Linked DNA regions of Mus musculus: all the other regions are linked to region 1. Evidence: chromatin contacts called from public ChIA-PET, HiChIP or PLAC-seq and promoter capture Hi-C data. All regions are on one chromosome and are shown on one strand. Each heading gives the region's core, a stretch centred on a gene start, on an enhancer-like site or on the middle of the called end of the contact. The rest is flanking DNA. Distances are from core to core; before and after follow the strand shown. Region 1 holds the start of Ciapin1 (cytokine induced apoptosis inhibitor 1). Region 2 holds the start of Slc12a3 (solute carrier family 12, member 3). Region 3 holds the start of Tepp (testis, prostate and placenta expressed). Region 4 has its middle 9.1 kb from the start of Gm31277. Region 5 holds the start of Cpne2 (copine II).

Region 1 (2,572 bases), core at 31-2,530:
AAAGCGAAACAAACACCAACCAATAGCCAAGAATGTCGGAGCCTTCGTGTAACCCTAGCTCTCTCGGGAGACTGGTGAAGGAGTTCTGAGGACAGTTTACGCTCCTCGGTGAAACTCTTCTCTCAAAAGCCATTCATTATCAGGGCTCTGGGAAGGGCGAGGCTGTGCTTTGCAAGCATAAGGAGTTTGAGCCCCAGAACCCACATAGAAAACCTTGGGTGTGGGCTACCAAGATGATTCAGTGGGTTAGGGGTGCTTGCTACAAAGCCTGACAACCTGAGTTTAACCCTCAGAACTCAAAGTGGAAGCAGACACTCCTCCCCAACACACACAGAATCTTTATATATGTGTGTATACATGCATACACATACATATATATACATACACATATATGTGTACATACATATAAGTATATATGTATGTGTGTGTATATATATTTCAAAAGCTCGTGTGGCAAAGTTTGTTATCCAGCCTTAACTGGTACGCTTCAGGCCAACTAGAGGCCCTGTCACAAAGAAGGTGGCCACAGTTTGATGAAACACCAAGTTGTCCTCTGGCCTCCACACACATGCGTATGCACCTATACATACATGTTCCCCCACCCCATGACCATGACACTAAACATACACCGTTTACTTCTAGCAAACATCAAGACTTCCCTGGTAGAGCAAGCGAGGCAGTCCGCTCTACTCTGAAGACCCGCAGCTTGGACTCAGGCACCGAGAAGCGAACTTCTCCCGACCTTGCAAATGGCTAGTGATCGCTAGGGACCACACCCCGGCACAGGGGCAACTCTCCAGGACAAAAGCCTGGGTGGCTCCTTCTATAAACAAGCATCCTAGGACATAAATGCCGGGCTCGAATGGACAACCTGTGGCTCCAGGTTCTCCCCACCTTTGGTGCTTTCCGCCAAGTGCCCTGGAGGAGACTCAAGGTCACCACCGATGGCTAGGAGTAAACTGACGGTCCCGATGCCAGCTCCGGGTTTCCACGCGGAAAAAGGCGGCGGACGAGCCCCGGCGTCCAGCACGCCGCGTGCAGGGCCCCGGCCGCCGCGGCCCCTCACCCCGGCTTCCCCAAGGGGTGACAATGACGGCGCCAGAAGCCGAAGCGAGAGCACGGGAGACCAGAGTGGCCCCTAGGAGGGCCGTTAAGCCCGCTCAGATGCTCGAGCGACCCCGAGCGTCCTCACCTTCCTCGTAGCCTGAAAACCCGCTCCGCGGACGCCGGCTTCTCGTCCTGGTCTCTCGCGAGAAGACGCCGCACAACACCTGAGTCCTAGTGAGCGGACGCGGCCCCACTGACGCGTGACGCTGCCCGGCGCGTCGCCGCCCTCAGCGTGCGTGCGTGCCCACTTCCAAGATGGCGGCGACAGCAGCCGTGTCTGGTGTCCTCGGCCGCTTGGGCTGGAGGCTCCTGCAGCTGCGGTGCCTGCCCGGTGAGGTGACAGCCAGCCGAGCCGGGGCGCGAGGGGGAAAAACGGGAAGAAGGCGCAGGGCGGATCTGGGCTTGGCGTGGGATGATAGAGGCTCTGGTCGGGGCTAGCAAGGTAAAGGGCATCGGCGTGGAGCCGCTGGAGTCGCGAGCTGGAAAAAGCCACTTAAGGGTTTCAGTCGCCGGACTTTGAGCTGTGAGGGGGCAAAAGCCGCGGGGCAGTCCTGTCACCCCGGTTCCCCAGAGGTAATGGAGCTTCAGAGAGGGCTCGGTGTGCCCAAGGTCACAGAGCTCGTCCGTTCCAAAGCGTTCTCCGTCGCCGTAGGCGCTGTGCCAGCCTCGCTGGAGAAACCGACCGAACAGCCACAGAGTCAGTTATTGCCACACCACGTCACTAAGCTGGTGACATTCGTCATTTGCTGCCATATGCCCCGTATTTTTATCTCCACAGTAATAGTAGACATTTACTTTTAGAAACTTTGTACATTGTCATTAAGTGGAAAAGCAAAAATCGCTGTCCGTATATAGAATCTTTCTGCACTGACACAGTGACAAAAAATATGCAACTAAAATCTCCATGAACCGCAGAGATCTCGCAACCATACTTTGGGGGCTCCTCACTTCAAATTTTCTGGGCCTATAGCAAATGCTGATGTTGTTAAGCATGCTGTTCTGTGTTTCTTTCCTTATTATTTTCAATGACTTCCTTTGTGGCATTTTTAGCTAGAGTTTCAGACGAAATATGTTTAACAAAAATAATGCAATGTGAGCCAACAAATCCAGTCATAGGGTATTTACCCATGAAATTGTGTCCACAAAAAGTTCAACTGTATTCCCGACAACTTTATATTAGGTGGGCCCTTAAAGCCCAAACATTCATCTTTTTTTCAATGTTATGCAAGCAGTTTACAACAGGTATCTCCGAAGTAACCGTCCCCTTTCTGAAGTATTTGAGATAAAGTCTCACTCTATATTTCTGGCTGACCTGGAACTCACTGTAATATAGACCAGACTGACCTGGAACTTAGAGAGATTGGCCTGGTCCTGCCTCCTGAGTGTTTTCTTTCTTTTTTTTTTTTTTTTAATCAGAGTTTACTTTTTTTTTTTTTTTTTTTTTTGGTTTATTTATTTATTATAT
Region 2 (2,572 bases), core at 46-2,545, 510 kb before region 1:
AGACTGTCCATTTTCCCGAAAACATTTTAACTTGATAGCCAAGTAGCATGCATATATATAATTTATACTTATATAACTTATGTATACATGGTTTATACATATACATAGTTTTTTTTACCCATTCATTTGTTGATTGTCAAGGTCGATTCCAAATCTTTGTTATAGTCAATAAAGCAGCAAGAAGCATGTACCGTCGTCTCCTATTCTTGTAAGGGGCTGGGTCACCTCACTGGGAAGTAACTGAGAGCAAATTCAGGACATGTGTCTGGGAGGGCAGAGGGAGCGGGCTTTAGGGTAGCCCTAAGCCTCAGATGATTCAGGGAAACACTGGGTGGTTCCAGAGACAGGGCAGGATGCCAGGCTTTTGTGCCCCACAGCCATGGATTACTGAACGCCCAGCCTCTTAGGGAAAGATAGTTATGGGTGGGGCCATTAATGTAAGGGCTGACTCTGGGACCCCTCACAGCTACAAGTCCATTGCTTTCTTAGGACACATCCAACATCCACTAGTTCATCATCAAGACCCAGAGTGTCTTTCATACCCCAGGGCAATGCCCCTGCAATGGCTTAGGAGCCTTTGCTGACCAGATCTCCTACTTCATGGGAACAATGCATGGCTCCAGGGAGGGAAAGACCAGTTGCTCTGGGCTCCAAACTACAGCCCCGTAGGCCAGCCTGTGAATGTGTAGGTCAGGCTGCACTGTGCCTGTTTACCCTAGAGGCCAGTGGCCAGCACCAAGCTCTCAAGGTTTGTCAGTCAAGAGGTGGCTGCAGGTCTGGCTTGAGGCCACTAATCACAATGGCTTATGTATATTGAAATGTATCAGGAAAGACGCTGAGACTGTGAGGGATGGAGATCGGAAGGCAGACTTCCTTTTTTTTTATATGCATGTCCTAAGATGACATCCATTCAAACTAGTAAATAAAATGAAAGAAATACATTGTGCCCAACACGAGGACTGTTAACCTGCAGTGTAGGTAGGCACCTTGCAGCAGGCCTTCTCTGGGTCCTCTCTCATGTCTGCTGCTTCCTGGGTCCTAGCTGCAGAACCTCTGCTACCCTAGGCTTAGAAGGGCTACTGCAGGACTCAGGGATGTGGCCCTGGCTCTAGCCCAGCCCTCCTGCTCCAAATTGGCCCCTGTGTCAATGATCAGATAAATGGGGGCAGGACAGCAGTTGCTATGGCTCCGCCCCCCACCCTGGCAGAGACCCTGCTCACTTGCCATGGGCGGTCTGGACCAAGCTCCCGCCTCCTCCCAGCCTATAAAGCCACCCTCAGTGCCCTTGCCCACTCTTGTCCCCTCCTTTGATACCCAGAGCCATAATGGCAGAGCTCCCCGTGACAGAGCTGCCTGGCGATGCTCTGTGCAGTGGGCGCTTCACCATCAGCACACTGATGGGAGGCGATGAGCCCCCACCAGCTGCCTGTGACAGCAGCCAGCCCAGCCACTTAACACACGGCAGCACCTTATACATGCGCACCTTCGGTTACAACACCATAGACGTGGTGCCGGCCTACGAACACTATGCTAACAGCGCTCTGCCCGGTGAGCCCCGGAAGGTGCGGCCCACCCTGGCTGACCTGCATTCATTCCTCAAGGTAAGCAGAAGTTCAAAGACTGGCCGCTTCCTGGCTGGGTAACGTTGGCATGATTGCCCAACATGTTCTGTCATTCGTGTTGTGAAAATGACTGGGCATCTTCCTCTAGGGTCAAGACACCCAAATGAATAGTGGACAGAGGTGCCATGAAGCTTGGGGGCACAAGTAATACATATTGTCCAGGCACCGGCAGCACAATGATAGCATAGCCTGCTGCTTATACAAATGCAGGTTGCACACCGCTGGGAGAGACTGTGAGAGGGAGGGAGGGAGCATGGTGAGCCCTCTCAAATATTAGCTCATCGGCTTCGCTGTCTGGGAGGCTGGAGGGTCCAATCCCTGTCACCTCACGGTTTCACCAACAGTTGGATGTTCTAACCTCTAACACTCTTCCGTGTTTCAAAGCTTCCCTCTGAAGGGACCAAACAAGACCCCTTGTTTGAATAGGGATGCTGAGATAGGTACTGGGATGAAGGTCCCAGAGTAGGCTGCGGTTGGTAGGAATACGAAATAGAAGATGACCATGCTGGAGTCCAGGCCTGGGTTCAAGACTCTCTGTGTCAGAGACCTGGTGTGTGGCGTGTGACATACTGCTTCACCTCCCATCCCGTGTCACTTCTCAGACTGCAGGCTTGTCAGACTCCAGCCCTCTGCCCTAGAGGGGAGGAGCCTCCCGGAGCAGAAGCATTCTGAATGCTCAGCTTGCTTGCTCTCTCTGGTGTTTCTCCAAGCTTCGAGTAGCATTGTACCCAGGAAGCTGTCCAAGGGCTGCCTGTGTGGCAAAGTGGGGCAGGCAAGACTGAATACAGACACCCAGCCCCTAACCCCCATTGCCTGACTCCTATTGGTCTCTGGGCCCCCAGCAGGAAGGTAGCCACCTGCATGCCCTGGCCTTTGATGGACGGCAAGGTCGTGAGCTGACTGATGGACTTGTGGAAGATGAGACAGGCACCAACAGTGAGAAGAGCCCT
Region 3 (2,572 bases), core at 41-2,540, 470 kb after region 1:
TTGAAAAACAAACAAAACAAAACAAAACAACAAAACAAAACAAAAGAGGTGGACCTTCGTTTAGGGGTAGGCTCAGCACCGGGCAAGTTTCTTTAAGAGAAGAACTTGGAGTGTTTTCTTAAGTTCCTTGGTCCCTAATCAAGGAGCAGCAAATCTTACAGGACTCCAATAGGACATTCTGAATGACAGGTTTAGCATTTATGCAAATTTATGCAAATCATATGTCAATATATGCAAAAGAATAGACAGCCCCAGGATTCCAAAGCTTGGGATGTCTCACTCAATTTCTGGGGGCTTTGGGATTCTGAGCGAAGCTTCCTGACAGGGAGGGAGGCTGCGGTTCCGCCAGGTAGTAAGGTAGGGCAGAATGGGGGAGGGGTGGAGTATCACTTGCTAATCCCTAGCCTGCTGAGGCCACCACTCTGCCTGATCCCTGCCCTGACCCCAGAGCCTGGCTAATCTCCACCCCTAAAGACCAAAGACAGCGTGGTATCATCTTCCCTGAGACTCATGGGGACAAGGTCCCCTCCAGGCTCCCAGGCAGCCCTGCTGCAGAGCCTGGGGTCTTTGCCTAACACAAACAGTCCTCTTAGGTCCAGAGAGAGGCAGCAGTAGCTAGTACAGGGTCACTGTTCTGGTTCTGGTTTAGGGTCTCTATTGCTATGATGAAACATCATGACCAAAGTAAGTTGGGAAGGGAAGGGTTTATTTGGCTTACACTTCCGTATCACTGAAGGAAGCCAGGACAGGAACTCAAGCAGGGCAGGATCCTGGAGGCAGGGTGCAGAGGCCATGGAGAAGAACTGCTTACTGGCTTGCTTCCTGTGGCTTGCTCCAGCCTGTTTTCTTATAGAACCCAGGACCACCAGCTCAGGGATGGTATCGTCCACAATGGGCTGGGCCCTCCCCATCAATCACTAATTAAGAAAGCCCCCTGCAGGCTTGCCTATGACTAATTTTATGGAGGCATTTCTCTGGTGGGGTTCCCTCCTCTAAGATAGCTATAACTTGTGTCACGTTGATCTAGCCAACACAGTGAAACAGGCTGGGGTGAACCCAGCAGTTATCCCTACCCTAATGTGGCCGGGTCACCTCTATAGAGCCCCAGTTCTGACATTTTCCAAGATGCTTGTCTTATGTGGCTGCCATAGAGACCCAGGGAATAGATGTCCAGTGCCTAGGGATCCTGGCAGCCTGTGTTGCCCAGGGTTACCAGGAGCTTCGTCCTCACAATCAGGTTGCACTGGGCATTGTCTCTGTGATGCTCCTTAGCCTGCAGTTGCCTGGAAGGCACGCCCACATCCTTTCTTTTGCCCACTGAGCAGCAGGAGGATAGACGGTTCTTACCTGCCTGTGCACTTGGGCCTGTGCCCTGCAGATGAGGTAGTGGCTATGGGTAAATGGTAGCAGGGTGTTCTCTCTTCCTTTTTCTCTGTGTTCTACCACTCCATCCTTCCTCATGGAGGGTCAACTCTGAGACAGCTTTTCCACTTTTTCTATCATGCCCCGTCCTGATCCTTCATTATAGTGAGAATTTTGGAATCGTGGTTTCTTTTTTTTTTTAATGCAGAAATATTTTAAGAATGTGCTTTTAATACCCAGGTGTAGGAATATGGGGCTGCCTTGGACTGTCTGAAGCAGCTGACTCTGATTTGCCTCGTGCTCTAGCAGGGGCATAGTTTTGCCAGCTGCAGATAGTTTCTGTGACTTTTGGAATTCTGAAAACTTTTCAGAGGGTCTATAAACTAGGGACCCAGGAGGATTATGGGTTGTTGTTGGTTGTTCAGGGGGGTTGGTTGTAGCTTGATAGTAGTCATGCTCAGAGAACAAACAAGAAGAAACAGAAATTAGATTCGGGGATTTCTTTCCCTTCCTCTCTCCCCTCTATACTTTTTCTCTCATATCTAGTGTTAGTGGGTTGAAAGGGTGGGGGAAAGGTGGAAAAGACTGGAAGAAAGAAGACCCCACAAAGTAGCAAACATTTCATGGTCAAGTTCCTCTCTCCTCCTGCCACCCCATGTCCATTTCTTATCTCTGTAACTTGGAGGGTCAGGAAGTAGAGTCAACAAATTCTAAGATGTAAATGAGTAAAAGGGGCTCCAGGGAATATCTGCTTTTTAGAACAGAGACACTAGGTAACCAACCATCCATCTTTTTCTAATTCAGATCTGTCACATTTCTCTCCTTTAAGAGTCTCATCTATCTATAGCATTTGGGGCAAATGCTAAATATGGCCTAGGCAAATCCAGAGTTGGCTATCTAGCATCATAAGCCACACGGCATTCCAGGCTACATTCTAAATAGCTTTACTATGGCTTTTTCCTGTTCAATATTTAAGTTTCACTTCATCTAGACAGTTCCTAGAGTGTCCTAGCTCCAGCCCTCTCAGATACACGTACACTCTGTGCTGACCTCCCTCAGAGCACTGGGAGCTGTGTGTGTGTCTGTGTGTGTGTGCGTGTGTCTGTGTGTGTGTGTACACACATACACAGAACACATAAATCTGTTGTTTGGATGTGGAGCTTCGGAAAAATCACGGGGCGCACAGAAGATACTCAGTAAATGTTTGATA
Region 4 (2,572 bases), core at 25-2,524, 370 kb after region 1:
GGCTTCTTCCAGTTGCCTGAAGAATATGGCTTAGACTTTCTTTTCTTTCCTTCCTCTCTTCATTTCATTTTTTCATTCTTTTTTCTTTCTTTTTCTTTCCTTTTTTTTTTTTTTTGGACAGTTTTACTACGTAGCCCTGGCTGTCCTGGAACTCAGTAGTTCAGGCTGGCCTCAAACTCACAGAGATCTGTCTTCTTCTGCCTCCCAAGCACTGGGATTAAAAGCATGCACCACTATGGCCAGCAGACTTGCTTTTGTAAGTAACCCAGACCTGAAACAACATGATTCTGCCCACTTGACCTGACACCTCTGTCAAGTTGCTGCCTCTCAACACTGTTAAGAATGGCAACTACATAGCCGGGCATGGTGGTGCACACCTTTAATCCCAGCACTCGGTAGGCAGAGGCAGGCAGATTTCTGAGTTTGAGACCAGCCTGGTCTACAAAGTGAGTTCCAAGACAGCCAGGGCTACACAGAGAAACCCTGTCTCGAAAAAAAAACCAAAAAACCAAACAAAAACAAAACAAAACAAAAGAATGGTGACTACATTTCTGTGTGATCTTTGGAAGAAAGGATACAAACCACAGCAGGGCCTCACCAAATTGGAGCAACATCTAGACTTGCTAAAGGGACTGGAGGTGTAGTTCAGTATAGCTCAGCCCTTGCCTAGCTTGCTCCAGGTCCAAGGCCAAGAAATAAACCAATGATAAGGCGTCATCCACAAATAGGACAGTGGCGATGAGAGCAGAACCCAGGGAAGTCTAAGTGATAAGACACTCATATGAGTGCAGTGTACAAAAGCTCGGGAAAGAGAGAAGATCTGTGGCTTTCTAAAGCAGAAAACATAAAGACTCGAGTCAGCACTTAGCAGATACTACAACGCCTACCAGAGGCTAAAGCAATGGATACAATGATTGCCTCATTTTGTTACTTTGTCCTAAAACTTACCTCTGGTAATAAATACTCCTCTAGTCAATTGTCTTTACACTGACAAACACCCAAGGTAAAGTAACTACCGAGTAGAAGGATTGGGACTCCTCCCAGCTTTGGGTGCTGTTAATTACACCACAGCTGCTGCGTGTCACCTGCTGACAGATTTACTACAGCAGTAACGCTGTTTTCCCATCGGCCATGCCATGCCGATATTTTTAGCCCTGGCTTATTAGAATTGGGTGGGTGCCCTGTGATTCCCCCCGCCCCTTGCCTCTGAGCTGGGAATCCGTGACTCAATGTCCTTATTCTGCTTAGTTTATTGTCTGCAGAGGAATTAGTCATTTCTGGGCGACGACAACTGCAGCCTGCAGTGGACAGTTCAAATCTGAGTCACAGTTTTCAGCCGTAAGTGTAGTCATCGTGTGATGTTCATGAGCAAGCAGAAATAAACAATATGCCTCCTTTATTTCTGCCCCTCCCCCCACAACACCCCCGCTTCTATCCTTTCATGTAAATGCCACAGGCTGATGGTGACAATACAAAGTCCCCTCTCTGGGCTTCAGTGGCTCAGCCATCTCTTCTTAGCACTCTCCTTCCTGGCAGACACTGCTTACTGATGGATCTGCTGAACGCAGTCCAATCTATTATCCTCCAGTGAACTTTAACTGAGATACATCTCACTCTAAAGCTTAAGCACTTAAAATCTGAGGGACAAACAGCGGTGCAGTAAGCAGAAGCGAGATGGGAAAAACAGTCAAATTTCAAAAGCAAGGCACGGAAGTCAGAGAAACGATGAGACGGAACGAGGCGGTCTACTGACATGGGGAACCAGGCGGTCTACTGACACTGGGAAAGCGGGCTGAAGAGTGTCTGCCCATGGATATGAGGTCAGAAAGTGCAATTCTAGACTCTGGTGTCGTAGGGCAAAGGAACACATGAGGAACACGTGGAATCTCATCACAGAAGCTGGAATAGCAGTGCATGCCTTTAATTCCAGCACGTGGGAAGCAGAGGCAGGGTAGATCAAAGTAGGGTTCAAGGCCAGCCTGGTCTACAGAGAAACACGGCGGGACCCAATGTCCAAACAGCTGGAGAGATGGCTCATTGGTTAAGAGCCACTGGTTGCTTTTGTAGAGGAGCTGGGTTCAATTCCCTACAACCATGTGGCGGTTCACAACCATCGGTAGCATGGTGGCTCATGACTGTCTGTAACAAACTGTCAGTTACAAGAGATCAGATGTACTCTTCTGGCCTATGTGGGCGTGAGGCACACAGGTGGCACACATATGTACATGTAGGCAAAACATTTACACACATTAGAAAAATAAATATTAAAAAGCAAACAAACCGGCTTCTTTAGTTAGCCGTTAACCAACAAGAGCTCCTCACTCAGAACCGAACCCGCCAGTGATGATGCAGTTGTTATGGGTTCTGTTTTGGGCAGGTGACCATGGCTCTTTTTGACCCTTTGAGTCAGGGTCTTTACAAGTAGCCTGAGCAGGTCTTGAACTTAGGTCCTCTAGCCTCAGCCGTCCAGTCCTGGGGTGATAGCTGTGTACCGTCACATGTGGCTATTTCCTTTTTTTTTTTTTTTAAAGATTTATTTATTTATTATATGTAAGTACAATGTAGCTGTCTT
Region 5 (2,572 bases), core at 42-2,541, 310 kb before region 1:
GTACCCACCCCCCCCCAATCGCCATATTCTTCTGGGTTCTTAGAAAAGTGCTGGTCAAGTCCCACAGCTGAGTTGGGTCTCTGTGCTAATTGCCTTTCATCCTGAACTTCTCATCCATCTACTTTTCTACCTGCCATTGCTTCACAGTCTGGAAGAAGACGTTGCGGTCCCCATTTTCTACCTCTGCTCTAAGTGGCGCCACAGGTTGCTTTGTCCCAGAGCTGAGCAGAGGGCATGGAGGACTTTCTGCGCAAGAAGACGAGGAGAATCTGGAGAAAAGCAGAAAGCTCCGGGGACAGGCAGGCAGAGAGAACAAAGCTCTGTGCCCTAGGGCTGCTTAGTGGGGGCCCTTCTAAGGCTGCAAAGTGCCTGTGACTCAGAGGTGGAGGGAGCTCAGAGCTGCAGCGTGAGTCTCCCGCATTAACTCTTATCTGTCTGGAATAGAAAACCTACAACCTCAGTGCAAGGCTTTACCGCTCAGCCCCACAATCCCGAGACTTGTACACCAGGGCCCAGGGCTTTGGCCATGCTTATTAAGACCTCTGGACAGCCATGTCTCCCCCTACACCTCCCACAACAGAATCTGGTTAAAAGAGCTTCCGTGTGGTAATGTCCAGTGGTTTACTTGCTCCGAGGGTACAAAATACCACTGAGCGACCACCAGCTGCCCAGCGACAAAACAGTCCCTTAAGAACTGGTGCCTCTGGTTCAAAAGCTGGCTGCACAGAGGGGAGGCCTCAACTCTCCCGTTGATCCCAAACCCCACTCCGAACGTCTTTATCTCATCGTCTTTGTCACGGGAATATGTGTCATCTTCCCAGTCTCAGGCGGCAAGAAAACGCTATTGAAAGAAATTAAAAAATATATAATAATAAAATAAAAAAGGAAAAAAGAAAACACTGCGGTTCTTGTGCGCAGCTCGGAGGCAAGTCCTGGGCGTCTCCCCGAGGATTCCGTGCTGAGCCCTGCGCGCTTTAGGGTGAGAGCCGCGGGCGGCGCCCCGGGGGTCTAGCGGACCAGGAGATCGCACCCCCGGGTCCCCGCATCTTGAACTGGAGCGCAACGCGGGGAGCTCGGCGGTGCCTGACGCCCAGAGCGGCGGGCCCGGCGCTGGGTGCGAATTCGCGGCATCGCTCGGAGTGGCAGCCTGCTGCATCCAGGTCCTCGCGGGCCACCAGCCGGGAGCGGGACAGGCTCCGGCTTAGCCCGGAGAGCCGCCCCTCCAGGAAGCGCCCGCCTCGCGCCCGCTTCCCGCCCACATCCTCCCTCGACTGGAGGGAGGAGCCCGCGCCGCAGCCGGGGCCCGAGGAGGGCCAGCCCCAGCCCGGGCGAGCGCACGAGTGGGTACGGCCGCGCGGGTAGCGCCCTGAGCCTGTCCCGCGCCGCCGCCCGGCCGACAGCACAGCGCCCGGGGATGCCCCGGCGGCCCGGAGCACGCTGAGGCTGCGGAAAGCGCGGTGAGTGGGGTCCGCGGCGAGGGCGGGCCGGGCACTGTGTGCGCTCAAGTTCGGCCTGGGGCTTGGAGGGGGAGTGGGTTCAGCCGAAGGGACTCCGATGTCCCTGGCCGCCGCCCCCCGCAGCACGCCTGGGGGGGGGGGGCTCAGCTCCCACCCGGCCACGCGGGGGCGCCCGTCTGCGGGGGGCGGCTGGAGGATGGGCGGCTTCGGGGACACTGGCTAGCTATTTAGGAGACCCTCTTCCACCGTTAGATGTCTAGAGGGCGGCTGTGGGCTAGCGATCGCAGCCGCCAGCACAATTGTTTGGAGGCGAGCGCGCCCTTTGATCCCACCCTGACCAGGACCTGGCGCTACTCGGGATCAGCTCTAGGGCCGACTCCCTGCTCCAACTGGGGAGAAGAGATGGGGAATAGTGCCGGGCGGCGTTCCAGAAGTCGGAGTGTGTTTGCAAACTAGTTTTTGCGCAAAAGCTGTCTGGCACCTGTGTGTTTCAAGGGGTGGAGGAGGAAGCGAGAAGCCCTTCTTTTTTTCCCCATCCCCACAATGGTGCTCCTGGGAAAAATAAAGGAGACTAATGTTCCTTTTTCCTTCTCTTCCCCTCCCTTCCCGAATCCTGTCTTTGGTACAGCTGACTAGTCTTTGGATAAGGGGCTACCTCAAAAGGAGGCTGGGAGTGCCCAAGGTCACAGGTGCAATAGCAGTCCGGAGCTGGGTGGCCATTCAAAGGGTCCTCCTTGTACTCTGATTCTTCCTGCCCTATAAGAATTCTGGGGGAAGGGGAAAGGGGAAAGGCCTTTGAGAATTAGCCCAGATGCCCTTTGTTTTGTCTGACCACAGACCACCATCATGTAGGGGTGTGGAACTGTCACGCAGAGATGGGAAGGGGTATTATACTGCCCCTCTCAGAGATAGAAAGGAGTATTATACTGCCCCTGGAGGTGTCTACCGCATCTTTGTTTGGAGGCATTGTTGCTAGGCAGGCTTCCTGCTGAGAATTCCCTAGTCCAGGGTTAGGGTCCTGCTTTCCAGCCTGGGGAGATCCCCTCCCTTTGCCTTCTTCCAGGCAGAGCTAAACTCTTCCAGAATATAGCTCCCTCACCATGGGCTCAGAAGGG

Evidence for each region. Promoter capture Hi-C pulls out the DNA fragments that hold promoters and counts their contacts. ChIA-PET counts read pairs in DNA pulled down with a chosen protein or histone mark. HiChIP or PLAC-seq counts read pairs in DNA pulled down with a chosen protein or histone mark.
Region 2: an H3K4me3 HiChIP or PLAC-seq map of stem cell-derived neural progenitor cells shows a contact between it and region 1, with 5 times the contacts expected there. The contact joins the promoter of Slc12a3 here to the promoter of Ciapin1 in region 1. A contact is called at or near these places in 11 of 39 promoter capture datasets (the 3T3-L1 cell line, the C10 cell line, embryonic stem cells and 6 more), 1 of 484 Hi-C or Micro-C datasets (cerebellar granule neurons), 1 of 115 datasets of contacts at active chromatin or transcription factors (stem cell-derived neural progenitor cells) and 3 of 9 other capture datasets (embryonic stem cells, liver and pancreatic islet).
Region 3: a contact with region 1 is called in a promoter capture Hi-C map of embryonic stem cells, with 2.9 times the contacts expected there. The contact joins the promoter of Tepp here to the promoter of Ciapin1 in region 1. A contact is called at or near these places in 7 of 39 promoter capture datasets (the C10 cell line, the SN4741 cell line, cranial neural crest and 3 more), 1 of 484 Hi-C or Micro-C datasets (B cells), 2 of 115 datasets of contacts at active chromatin or transcription factors (large pre-B cells and stem cell-derived neural progenitor cells) and 1 of 9 other capture datasets (pancreatic islet).
Region 4: a FOXA1 HiChIP or PLAC-seq map of pancreatic cancer cells shows a contact between it and region 1. The contact joins the enhancer-like site here to the promoter of Ciapin1 in region 1. A contact is called at or near these places in 4 of 484 Hi-C or Micro-C datasets (B cells, myocytes, pre-megakaryocyte-erythroid progenitors and 1 more), 3 of 115 datasets of contacts at active chromatin or transcription factors (epiblast stem cells, large pre-B cells and pancreatic cancer cells) and 1 of 9 other capture datasets (liver).
Region 5: a contact with region 1 is called in an RNA polymerase II ChIA-PET map of effector CD8 T cells, with 17 read pairs. The contact joins the promoter of Cpne2 here to the promoter of Ciapin1 in region 1. A contact is called at or near these places in 8 of 39 promoter capture datasets (the 3T3-L1 cell line, the C10 cell line, the SN4741 cell line and 5 more), 2 of 484 Hi-C or Micro-C datasets (double positive thymocytes and large pre-B cells), 7 of 115 datasets of contacts at active chromatin or transcription factors (bone marrow-derived dendritic cells, bone marrow-derived macrophages, effector CD8 T cells and 4 more) and 3 of 9 other capture datasets (adipose tissue, liver and pancreatic islet).

What each region holds. Positions count from the first base shown.
Region 1 is chr8:94,837,060-94,839,631 of GRCm38.p6, forward strand. It overlaps Ciapin1 (cytokine induced apoptosis inhibitor 1), which reads right to left and starts at 1,281. Exons shown (of 9, transcript NM_134141.4): 1 at 1,193-1,281. It overlaps Coq9 (coenzyme Q9), which reads left to right and starts at 1,354. Exons shown (of 9, transcript NM_026452.3): 1 at 1,354-1,438. The coding sequence starts at 1,363.
Region 2 is chr8:94,327,913-94,330,484 of GRCm38.p6, forward strand. Slc12a3 (solute carrier family 12, member 3) reads left to right here and starts at 1,296. Exons shown (of 25, transcript NM_001205311.1): 1 at 1,296-1,601; 2 at 2,465-2,572. The coding sequence starts at 1,326. It also overlaps a transcript of Nup93 not described here.
Region 3 is chr8:95,310,308-95,312,879 of GRCm38.p6, forward strand. Tepp (testis, prostate and placenta expressed) reads left to right here and starts at 1,291. Exons shown (of 8, transcript NM_199455.2): 1 at 1,291-1,383.
Region 4 is chr8:95,208,942-95,211,513 of GRCm38.p6, forward strand. No RefSeq gene overlaps it. Among named protein-coding and RNA genes, the nearest start is that of Gm31277, 9.1 kb to the left of the region's middle. Within about 2 kb of position 1,275, at least 73 of the 459 cell types and tissues checked have an H3K27ac peak or open chromatin away from gene starts, as enhancers often do. A contact at or near this core is called in myocytes and pancreatic cancer cells, where this site is marked.
Region 5 is chr8:94,531,737-94,534,308 of GRCm38.p6, forward strand. It overlaps Cpne2 (copine II), which reads left to right and starts at 1,292. Exons shown (of 16, transcript NM_153507.2): 1 at 1,292-1,457.